3 separate regions of the Sus scrofa genome follow, and all the other regions are linked to region 1. Evidence: chromatin contacts called from public Hi-C and HiChIP or PLAC-seq data. All regions are on one chromosome and are shown on one strand. Each heading gives the region's core, a stretch centred on a gene start, on an enhancer-like site or on the middle of the called end of the contact. The rest is flanking DNA. Distances are from core to core; before and after follow the strand shown.

Region 1 (3,670 bases), core at 640-3,139:
GCATCTAGTAAATTCTATGCAATATTAAGTTAAATGCATAATAAATCCAGGATGGATAGGAACAATTTTCACGGCTAATGTCAGCGATAATAGATCATATGACTGGTTTATTTTGACTACGTTGACCTTTTAATCATCAATCTCGTAGTTAAAAATAATTAAGTTACTCAAATTACCCAATTAGGCCAAAGGAATGTTGAACGAGATACTACCCTCAGGGGAGAAAAGGATACGCAGAAATGGATTTTCATCTCCTTGAACGGCTTGGATGTGAGTGCCCTCACAAGTTCAAAGACGAAACGACCATTAGGAGAAGGAGCAAAGCGTTAGCTGGAGAACAGAGCGGCTCCCGTGGCCGACAAAGGAAGTATTAAAAGCTGCACATAAGCCCCGGGAAAACATGTACTCTTATTCCCTGACTCATTGTCCTTTTTAATACAGGCTGGATATATTTACATTACAACACTGTTCTGCTGAATTCGACTTAGAATTTTTTTTATTCTAAAACTTGAGCTAGAACGTCCATTTCTCGTTCATTATTTTTCAATATTTTCACGGCTGCACCCGAGGCATATAGAAAGTCTTTGGCCAGGGATTGGCTCCAAGCCACAGCTGCATCAATGCCGGATCCTTTTAACCCACTGCCCCGGGCCGGGGAGTAGAACCTGCGCCTTTGCCATGACCCAGGCCCCTGCAGTTGCCTTCTTAAGCCTCTGCACCTCAGTGGGAACTCCTAGAACGTCCATTTCTTTAAAGGCAGGCTCCACACTTGGGCATTTAAGGCAGTATTTTTCAACCTCATCTATTGACGTTTTGGCCCATGAGCCTTCTGGGTGGGGGTGGGGGGTAGGGGATGACGGCGCCTTGGCCAGCGTTCCTGGCCCGGGCTTCTAGATGCCAGCAGGCACCTCCTCCCCAGTGTGCCTGGGGACAACGGAGAATGTCTCCAGACATTGCCCAGTGTCCCTGGGGGCCAAGCCATCCCTGGTGGAGACCTGCTACTAGAGAGAGGTTGGAGAGAGGGCAGATGGAGGGGCCGGCCACACCCGTGACACCACTGCACCTGGACTTTCCCGCACGGGGAGACGGCCCGGTGAGGGGGCTGAGGTCCTCTGGGCCCTTATTTCATCCACCTGGGTGGGGGGCAGCGGGTCCGTGTACCCACGTTTGTGTTGGGTGTACACTGGGGGTCGGACTGAGGTGCCGAGTGTTGCCTGTGCTCAGCTGCCATAGATGAGCGCCCGTTTCTCCCAGTCGTGAACCAGTTTGTGCCCACTGCAGGGGTCCACAGCCTCACCAATGCTTGGTATTCCTCACATGGGCATTTGGGCAGCTGTGTGGGATTTTAGGTTGCACTTTCTCTTTCTTTCTTCTTTTCTTTGTCTTTTTTTTTAGGGCTGCACCCACGGTATATGGAAGTACCCAGGCTAGTGGGGGAATCAGAGCTGCAGCTGCCAGCCTACACCACAGCCACAGCAACGCAGGATCCAAGCCACGTCTGCAACCTCAAGGCAACGCTGGATCTTTAACTGACTGAGGGAGGCCAGCGATTGAACCTGCATCCTCGTGGAAACTAGTTGGGTTTGTAACCTGCTGAGCCACAATGGGAAGTCCTGGGTTACATTTTTTGATGACTAAGGACCTTTGGCATTTTTCCGAATGTTTTACTTAATTGGAAAAAAATTAAATACGCGCGCGCGCGCGCGTGTGTGTGTGTATGTGAGAAGAGGGAGTGGAATACATAGAAGGGTGGAACCACAAAACCCCAGGGCCGGCCCCAGCCCGAGTCCTCAGCAACGTGGCGCCTTTCTTGGGCTTCTCAGGCCCCCACCCTTCACGATGCCAGGAGCTGGGGTCGCCTTTCTGTCGCCAAGCTGGGAAACAGTGCAGCAGAAAGCCTCTAGATGGCGCTGAATCCCGGAGGTTTAGATGTCAAGGCCCTTTCTATAGGGTCCAAGGCAGCATCCCGACCCGACTTTGACCTGCTTTGCAAGCTGAGCCCTGCCTGGCACCTGGGTTCAGAGATGCTGTGGGAGGTGTGCACGCACACGTGTCTGTGTGTGTGTGTTTCCTGTGTGTGTGTAGGGTGTGTGCGTGGGGTGCGTGTGGTGTGTGTGTGTGTGTGTGTGTGCCGTGGGTGTTGGGGAGGGTGTGTATGCTGTGTTGTGTGTGCTGTGTGTGTGTGTGTGTGTGGGGGGTGCTGGGGTTGGGGGGAAGGGGAGGGCATCCCGTATTCCAGAAGGAGAGTGGGTTCTTGCTGGGTCAGGAAGTGGTGCCAGAATCTCTTAGGAGACAGTTCCCCCGAAGGACACAGGTACGCAAATGACTTCAAGTTCAAAACTCAAAAGGCACAAAGAGACTCAGAGTAAAGCAAGCGTCCCTTCCACTCTGTCCCCAGCCTCTGCTTGTCCCTCTTCTGCAGTGGAAATAAACACAGTGAAACAAAGGTATGTAACGTGTGTGTCTGTGCGCCCGCGGGGGTCTTGCCTGGAACCCCAGGAGCATCTCTTGCCGCCTGGGCGCCCGCTGGGTCTGCAGCCCTCACCCGGCGGATGGTTTCCTGCCGCCACGAGGGGTGGGGAGGCTCTAGCCGCTGAGGTTCCCCCCACACATAGGCACACACGTTGCTTTCCTTCGAGTTCCTTCCAAGGTTGGCTATTTACAGATGTGGGCGTGGTCCCTCCAAAAGGGCCTCCCCTTCCCTTTGAAAATGGAAATCGCGCTTCTTAGCATTGTTCCTTTTGCCTTGGCGGATGCTTTCTCAAATGGAAAAATACCATAAATATACTCAGGAAAAAAGTCATATCTTGCTCCCCAATTATTTGAGGGACAAAAGGTCAGATTTCTTAAATTGGAGTCTGCAGTTTCACCTTTTCCCGCCTCAGTCGTTTCCCAGGCGGGCAGGTGCTGGGACCTGCGCGGGCCACCCCGACCAGCCTGGGTCTAGACTCCCAGCTGCGGGTGCCCGGCTGCCTCCAGCTGGACGCGCTCTCCTGGAACACAGATCTGAGCGTGTGCATGTGCAGGTGTATGTGAGAGAGGTCTGGTTCCTTTTTGGGGGGTAATTTTGGGGAAAGCAATCATTACCAGTTAGGGTGGAAAATAAGCTCCCTTTCTTCTTGACGGTGAGACTGAGGGATGCTGGCTGAACCCTCCGTGTCTTTCTTAGATGTTCAGCGCCACTTTGGCTGTGCGTGTGGGCGAGTCTTCTAGTTCTCTGATGACTTTAATTTTGGCAGATGGGCTGGGGTGCACGGAGAAATGTCCACGTGTGCTCCATGTGCCAGAAACGAGTTGGCTCTGTTTCCTTAAATTGGAATACCTGAGCGTGTTCAAAGATGGTTCTTTGCATCCACAGTGAGACCTGTGCCAGGGCTGGGGTGGGGCTTGCACCCCAGACCTCCTCCAGCGGGACCAGTGGCCCCTGGTGGCCTCTTGGGGTGTGACTTTTGAGTATAGTACTGATGATATGGGATCTGAGGCTCTCCCCTGCCCTTCAAACCCAGTGCTGGCATCAAAGCAAGGGGTGAACCGCTTCTGGGGGAGGGTCTGCCGAGCTGGGAGAGGGGCTTGGGTCTGAGTGCCTCTGCTCCAGAGTGACTCTTCTTTAAAGATGCCCTCAGTGGCTTCTTTAAACCGGGGGATGGTGGGGAGTTGTGGCTCGGCAGGT
Region 2 (3,670 bases), core at 363-2,862, 330 kb after region 1:
CTTGGGGGTAACAGATGCAAACTATTGCTCTTGGAATGGATTTACAATGAGATCCTGCTGTGTAGCATTGAGAACTATGTCTAGACACTTAGATCACAACAAAACAATGGGAGGAAAAAGTATGTATACATGTATGTGTAACTTGGTCCCCATGCTGTACAGCAGAAAAACAAACAAATACACCAAAAAATAATAAATAAATAAATAAATAAATAAATAAAAATTTACTCAGGTCTGTTGGAACAATATATCCCAGCTCATAGTTTAAGGTCAAGAGAGAAACTTGATTTCGCTTTTTTCTAGCGCGATTCTTTTTCTCATGTAATACTATAGGACTTTTATCTGCCTATGTTTTCTACAGGCCTCTCGTCCCATCTCTTTGTAGATTACCCAAATATTTAAAAAAGATATTATGTTTGAGGTTACTGGAAAAAATCAATAACTTTATTCATGTAATAGTCTTTGCATCTTTGAACGTTGAGCTAATGAAAACAAATTATTTTATACAATTAAAAAAAAAGAAAGAAAGATACCATGAAAGCGCCACCTGACAGTAATACGAGCTGTAGGGAAAGCAGCATAACGCCTGTAAATACGGATAAAAGGGTTAAAGATCAGATCCTAAGGAACAGAGTGGCAGAAGATGGGCAGGAGGTAGGGGAACGTTGCAGAATGCTCATGTTTCTGGACACTTGGGGAAACCCATTTTCAGACTAGCTCCCAACTCAGAAGTGTCTTTTTTAAGCCAAAAGCGTGGATTGGAGAACCTTCCTCTTGCTATTGAATTCTAACAAAGACTAGGCTCAGGATTTCTCTATCCAAAGACAAGCCCTTTCTCTTACTCTAAGCCTGTATGGAAAAGAGCAAACTTTCACGAATATCAATTAATAAAGTCTTTGGAGTGAATTATGAGCAATTACATTAGCATAATCTAGACAAATCTGTAAACCTTTAAGTAGAAAGGTAAGCAATACCATGCAGAAAAGCATAGGACCAGAAGGATCTAGGGAAAGCCAAAAAAAAAAAAAAAAAAGCCAAAGATAGTGGGGAAAAAAGATCTCTATAACCTGGAAAAAGCAGAATCTGGGTTGGATCAATGTTAGTCTCATAATCTCACTAGCAAAGACTTCCTGTGAGTCCCTTAGAAAGCAGGGCCTGTAAGGGTCCATCTCAATCCAACAACACAATTTTACAGTTATCGTAGCTGCTTATCCTCAAGTTGATGCACAGGAAAATGTACGTAACTCTTCAGAACATAGAGTCTATCATCAACACATTATTGTGCCACTAAAACAAGCAGTCCCCCCCCCAACACACACGCATGGGGTTAAGTTTAGAAGACTAATAGTATGTCGTAATGCTTGGCTAGTTTAATTCCAGATAGCAAGAAATCCTGAAAGCAATTTTTAAAAAATCTTCTTGAGAGCATCAAAAAGCCAACAAAATAGTCAGGGCTTACCAGGCTGGGGTGCAGGGGAGGATGAAATCCCAAGATGGTAGCCTGGGTCTCAGGCTGCCTTTTTTTTTTTTTTTTCTGATTCTTGCAATGGCATCAGAAAGGCAGAGAGGCTGAGCCTCATGGGGATGAAATTATGGAAGCCAGGGTTTGGCAAGAGAGGAAAGGAAGTACTAAAATTAAGAAGGAATGAGTCACATGTCTGTATAATAAACACTTAATAGAATAAATTAACAAAGTCAAAGTTCTTTAGAAAAAATTATGAAATTGATAAATCTCTGGCAAGACAGATTAAGGGGAAAGAAAATGCAGAAGAGAAAATACCAGTTCTAAGAATTAGAAAGGCATTAGCACTACAATGTACAGTATAGTAAATGGATATAATGGCTAACTTTCCTGCAAAAAATTTAAAAATTAAGGTAATAATATAGACAAATTCAGAGTTCCCATTGTGGCTCAGAAGGTTAAGAATCCGACTAGTATCCATGAGGATGTGGGTTTGATCCCTGGTCTCACTCAGTGGGTTAAGGATGTGGCGTTGCTGCGAGCTGTGGTGTAAGTTGCAGATGTGGCTCGGGTCCCGAGCTGCTGTGGTTGTGGGGTGGGCTGGCAGCTGCAGCTCCTATTTGAACTCTAGCCTCGGAACTTCCATATGCTTCAGGTGGGGGCCTCTAAAAAGAAAAAAAAAAATGACAAATCCCTGGAAAATACAATCTACCAAAATAGCATTTAAAATAAGAAAAGGAGGTCCTGTCATGGCTCAGTGGTAATGAATCCAACTAGTATCCATGAGGGCGTGGGTTCGATCCCTGGCCTTGCTCAGTGGGTTTAGGGTCCGGCGTTGCTGTGAGCTGTGGTGTAGTTTGCAGCTGTGGCATAGGTTGCAGATGTGGCGTAGGCTGTGGCTGTGGTGTAGGCTGGCGGCTATAGCTCTGATTCGACCCCTAACCTGGGAACTTCCATATGCCACAGGTGCGGCCCTAAAAAAAAGACAAAAAAATTAAAAAAAATAAAAGTAAAAGAAGAAACGTCAAATAGTCTAACAACTATTAAAATAATTGAATCCAGAATTTAATGCTGGCTACCTATCCCCTGCTCCACCAAACACACACACACATACAAATCCTTAGGATCAAAGGGCTTCACTGGAATCTAAAAAATATTTAAGAAAGGAATATCCCTAAAATTACAAAAACTCTTCCAAAAAGTAGAAAAAAACAAAACCATTTCTCAACCATTCACAAGAGCAGAAAACCTGACAAAGACATTACAGGAAAGAAAAATTACAGGCCAACCTCATGACTGCAATATAGATGCAAAAATCCAAAACCAAATCTTAACGAGTCAAATTCAATAATATAAAAATAAGATAGTACATGATGACCAAGTTGGGTTTAATAAAGGAATATAAGATGGGAAAGAAACACTTGAAAAAAACTTCATTGTAAATTTACCACATAAACAAAATAAAGGAGAAAATAATAAGATCTCAGTAGATGCAGGGAAAGCATTTTATAGAATCCAACATCCATTCATGAGAACAAATCTTAACCTACCAGGAATAGATAGGAACTTCCTTAATTTGTCCATTGATATCTATAGGAAACCTATAAAGAAATCTCATGTTATGTTACGGCATTGAAAGCTTTACCTTGAAAGCATCAACAAGGCAATCTGCTATTACTACTTCTATTCTCCACTCACTGGAGGTCGTAGCCTGTGCAGTAAGACAAGAAAAAGAAACACAAGACAAAAGGTTAGTAAGGGAATAAATCAAATGGTCACTATTCCCAAATAATATAATTATCCACATAGAGAATCAAAAAATGAATTAGAATTTAGACATATCGTTAGCAACACTGCCTGATATGAAGTATATATATAAAACTCAAGTTACCCAGTTGAAAAATGAACACGATTTGAAGCTGCTTGTGCAGAAAGGATATTCAAATGTCCAGTAAATATAGAAAAAGATGCTCAAGTTCATTAGTTTTTTTTTTTTTGTTTTTTTTTGTTTTGTTTTTTTGTCTTTTTAAGGCCATGCAGCATACAGAGGTTCCCAGGCCAAGGGTCCAATCAGAGCTGTAGCTGCCAGCCTACACCACAGCCACAGCAACGCCAGATCCAAGGTGTATCTGCAACCTATACCACAGCTCCTGGCAACACCAGATCCTTAACCCACCGAGGGAGGCCAGGGATGGAACCTGCATCCTC
Region 3 (3,670 bases), core at 874-3,373, 310 kb after region 1:
TCCCAGGCCTTGTGCCCACTTTCTATCGGCCAGAACCTAGTGAAATGGACTATGAACCCCCTGCCTTGTCCATCTCTGCTACAGAAACATCCCCATGTACCAAGCATCACCCGTGCCTTCATCTGAATGTTTGATTAATACATTTTTGTCCCAATTCTCTCAGAGGTCTTGGGGCAAGGAGACTGAACCTTCGGGTCACTGACCGGTGATGGCATTATCCCGACAGAATAGAGTTGCTTCTGGAACTCCTGAGAGCGTGTACAGACCAGGCATCCAGTCCAGTGGTGATTTCCTGTAAATGATAAGGTAAGAGGCATCCTACAGTGATTTGCAATTGGGGATTTTGCTTTGACTTCCTCCCTTCCTTCCTCCTTCCCTCCCTCTTTCTTTCTTTCTTTCTTTTTTTTTTTTTTTTTTTTTTTTGGTCATTTTAGGGCCACACCTGCAGCATATGGAAGTTCCCAGGCTCGGGGTTGAATCAGAGTTGCAGCTGCCGGCCTGAACCACAGCCACAGCAACGCCAGATCCATGCCTCTTTTGTGATCCACACTACAGCTCACAGCAATGCCAGATCCTTAACCCACTGAGCGAGGCCAGGGATTGAACTCCCATCCTCATGGATACTAGTCAAGTTCTTAACTCTCTGAGCCACAACAGGAACTCCATATGGTTTGAGATAGAACCACATTCCAAGTCATTTGGCTTCACGAAAAAAAGAAAGGAAAGTGGGGTTTTTCTACCTTCAGCCTCAGCCAGCATGTGTGTGCACACCTGTGGGGGGGGTCAGCAAGCCTGCCATACCCTTGAGGCCAAGGGCACCAGCCCTCGCTCCCGTGTGCATTGGCTGGACAGGGAGGGGATTGCCCAAGACCAGCCCTGGGTGGCTTTCCAGCCTGTGCCATTCCCCAGCTCCGGAACCCCTGCCCCCGCCCTCAGCCCTCTCCAAAGCAGCTACTTTCCTTCTGGGGAAATTTCCCTGCAAGGACCATGATCTTTGCCGTCCTCCTGGAAGGAAGGGGACCTGCTTTGCAGTGGCTGGTAGAATTTTTTTACCATATCAAGGGTAGTGTGGTCAAAATCCATACTTGTCTTCGTCTCTTCAAATTAGTTTTAAGTTTTGCACAGCATCACTCACATTCGGCAAGGGAATGCATGTGAAAATGCCTCCTAGCACAGTGCCTGACATGCAAAAAAATGTGGATTGCTCTATTTATAAATGACCTTTCTGTCTGGCTCTAGTTTTCTTAATAATCTCACTGAGAGTGTTTTGCCTTCCCCCGCCCCCGCCCGACACCCCGCAAAGCATATTCGTCTAGCAACATTTTTTTTTTAATGGCCACACCTATGGCATATGGAAGTTCCCAGGCCAGGGACTGAATCCCAGCACCAGCTGTGACCTAGGCTGCAGCTGCAGCAAAGCTGGATCCTTTAACCCACTGCGCCAGGTGGGGGATCAAACCCGCACCGCCACAGCAAACTGAGCTGCTGCAGTTGGAGTCTTTTCTTTTTCTCCTATGTTTTGGGTTTTATCTTTTGTTGTTTTATTAATCCAAGGCGCCACATCGGGAACTCCCGTTCAGCAACTTTCCCATCTCGGGTTCTTGAACCTAGAAAATGAGACACAGGCTGGTTGCCGGTGAGGACCGCAGTCCACTGGCTCCTCTCACTCCAGAATCTTGCTGACTTCTAGCTGCTTCTCCCACTGACGTCAGCACAACCGACCCCCAAATGCCAGTGACTTATTTCCCAACGCCTCCCCCTTAGTGCTCCCTGAAATCATATTCCGAGGCAGTCTGAGTACAGAAGTCTTCTGGAATGTTCTTTGGATAAATCAATGAATACCATGAGAGTGTGTGAGTAAGAGAATATATCACAACAAAAGCCAGTGGATGCTCTTTCTCAACTGGGGGGGGGGCGGGGGGGCTGCTCCGGGGCACAACTGTCATTGTGTTGGGAAACAAAACAAAATATCCTCTCTTCCACCCCCTCCCTGTCATATCCCAGTGAAAATTCACCCATGGGGGGGTGCGCAGGGGGGAATGGACGCCAAGATGTCTTTGAACTTAACTGTTTTATGTGTTTTCTTAACATTTTGCTCTGGGACATCTGTCTTGGCTTAAAAGCACATCTATTTATATCAACAACCGTTTACCCGGAGTCCTTGGAGACTGATTCACACAGATGTTGCACGCTGTGGGTTTCTAATAAAATTCACTTGGAAAAAATGTGGCATTCATCTCTCTTCCCCTCCTCCCCCCAGTCGATTTAAATCTTAGAAATGTGCGGAGTTCTCTTCGAGGCTCAGCAGTAGAAAAAACTCCACTAGTATCCATGAGGAGGCATGTTCAATCCCTGGCCTCGCTCAGTGGGTTAAGGATCCGGCATGGCTTTGGGGGTGGGTTACAGATGTGGCTCAGACCCTGCATTGCTGTGGCTGTGGCATGGGCTGGCAGCTACAGCTCCTATTCAACCCCTAGCCTGAGAACTTCCATATGCCACACATGCGGCCCTAAAAAGCGGAAATACATAAATCTTGGAAATTCGAAAACCTTAGGTTTCTGTGTACGCAACACACATCCTTTTGGCTTTTATAACACGTGACTCAGTCCTGTAGTGATGGGTGGAATGATGAGTCATTTTCATCCTATGAAGCCTGGAAAACAGTGCTCTTGGAGGACCTGGCTTGCTTAGAAGACCAGTGATGGGATTACTCATCCAAACAGAGACCAGCCCCCAGGCTGGAGGCTGGGAGCTGTACTCCGGGTGATGTTTATTCAACCACTGCCTTGGCACCCACCACGGTGGAAGTGGGTAGGGAAAGCTGAAGGTGGCATTACAGAGTACACTCTTGCCAGCGAGCAGACCCTGATGGAGAGCTGGAGGAGGAGAGAAACGAGGGTGAAACGAGACTCGTCGACCTTGGAAAGCCATGGGCTCGTAGTGCGATTTCTTATGCACAGCAGACTCTTTGAGTCCACTCTCCTCGGGTCCCACTGACTCCAGGTGGGAGAGTTCTCTGCTTTCAGGGCCCCCAGCAGGTCTGTACTGCCTTTCGCACACAGCAGATTCAGTTCTATTCAACACGTGTTGGTCTGGGATTTGTGCCCAAAGCCAGATCTTTTTTTCGTTTTTTTTTTTTTTTTTTTTCTTTTTTTTTTTCTTTTTAGGGCTACAGTCTCCGCATATGGAGGTTCCCAGGCTAGGGGTCGAATCAGAGCTATAGCTGCCAGCCACAGCCACAGCCACAGCAACGCCAGATCCGAGCCACATCTGCTACCTACACCAAAGCATAAGGCAACGCCAGATCCTTGACCCACTAAGCAAGGCCAGGGATCCAACCCACAACCTCATGGTTCCTAGTCGGATTTGTTTGTGCTGCGCCACAACGCCACAACGGGAACTCCCAAAGCGAGGTCTTACCGATAGAAGGTAATTTGTGAAGCCACGTTTTCCTTATTCCTTGAAATGGCACATGTACGTGTATACAGACAAGGGCCTTTTTCTCTTGGAAAATACTGTCTCCTGAATCAAGCCACTTAAAGTAAACTTAAGTAAGGTGGGAACCATGTCATAGAACCAGTGGGAGGAAGGCGACAACAGGACAGCATCTTGAAAATAAAACTTTAAAAAATGATGAATACAGCACAGACTTTGAAAAACGTATGGTTTC

What was found. Hi-C and Micro-C count contacts between places; a contact is called where the count stands out from the background. HiChIP or PLAC-seq counts read pairs in DNA pulled down with a chosen protein or histone mark.
Region 2: a contact with region 1 is called in an H3K27ac HiChIP or PLAC-seq map of alveolar macrophages. The contact joins two enhancer-like sites. A contact is called at or near these places in 1 of 47 Hi-C or Micro-C datasets (epiblast stem cells) and 1 of 2 datasets of contacts at active chromatin or transcription factors (alveolar macrophages).
Region 3: a Hi-C map of embryonic fibroblasts shows a contact between it and region 1, with 3 times the contacts expected there. The contact joins two enhancer-like sites. A contact is called at or near these places in 1 of 47 Hi-C or Micro-C datasets (embryonic fibroblasts) and 1 of 2 datasets of contacts at active chromatin or transcription factors (alveolar macrophages).

The regions. Positions count from the first base shown.
Region 1 is chr13:202,733,595-202,737,264 of Sscrofa11.1, reverse strand. No RefSeq gene overlaps it. Among named protein-coding and RNA genes, the nearest start is that of PSMG1, 40 kb to the left of the region's middle. Within about 2 kb of position 1,889, at least 24 of the 83 cell types and tissues checked have an H3K27ac peak or open chromatin away from gene starts, as enhancers often do. A contact at or near this core is called in alveolar macrophages and embryonic fibroblasts, where this site is marked.
Region 2 is chr13:202,399,108-202,402,777 of Sscrofa11.1, reverse strand. No RefSeq gene overlaps it. Among named protein-coding and RNA genes, the nearest start is that of ETS2, 63 kb to the left of the region's middle. Within about 2 kb of position 1,612, at least 1 of the 83 cell types and tissues checked has an H3K27ac peak or open chromatin away from gene starts, as enhancers often do. A contact at or near this core is called in alveolar macrophages, where this site is marked.
Region 3 is chr13:202,419,409-202,423,078 of Sscrofa11.1, reverse strand. No RefSeq gene overlaps it. Among named protein-coding and RNA genes, the nearest start is that of ETS2, 43 kb to the left of the region's middle. Within about 2 kb of position 2,123, at least 16 of the 83 cell types and tissues checked have an H3K27ac peak or open chromatin away from gene starts, as enhancers often do. A contact at or near this core is called in embryonic fibroblasts, where this site is marked.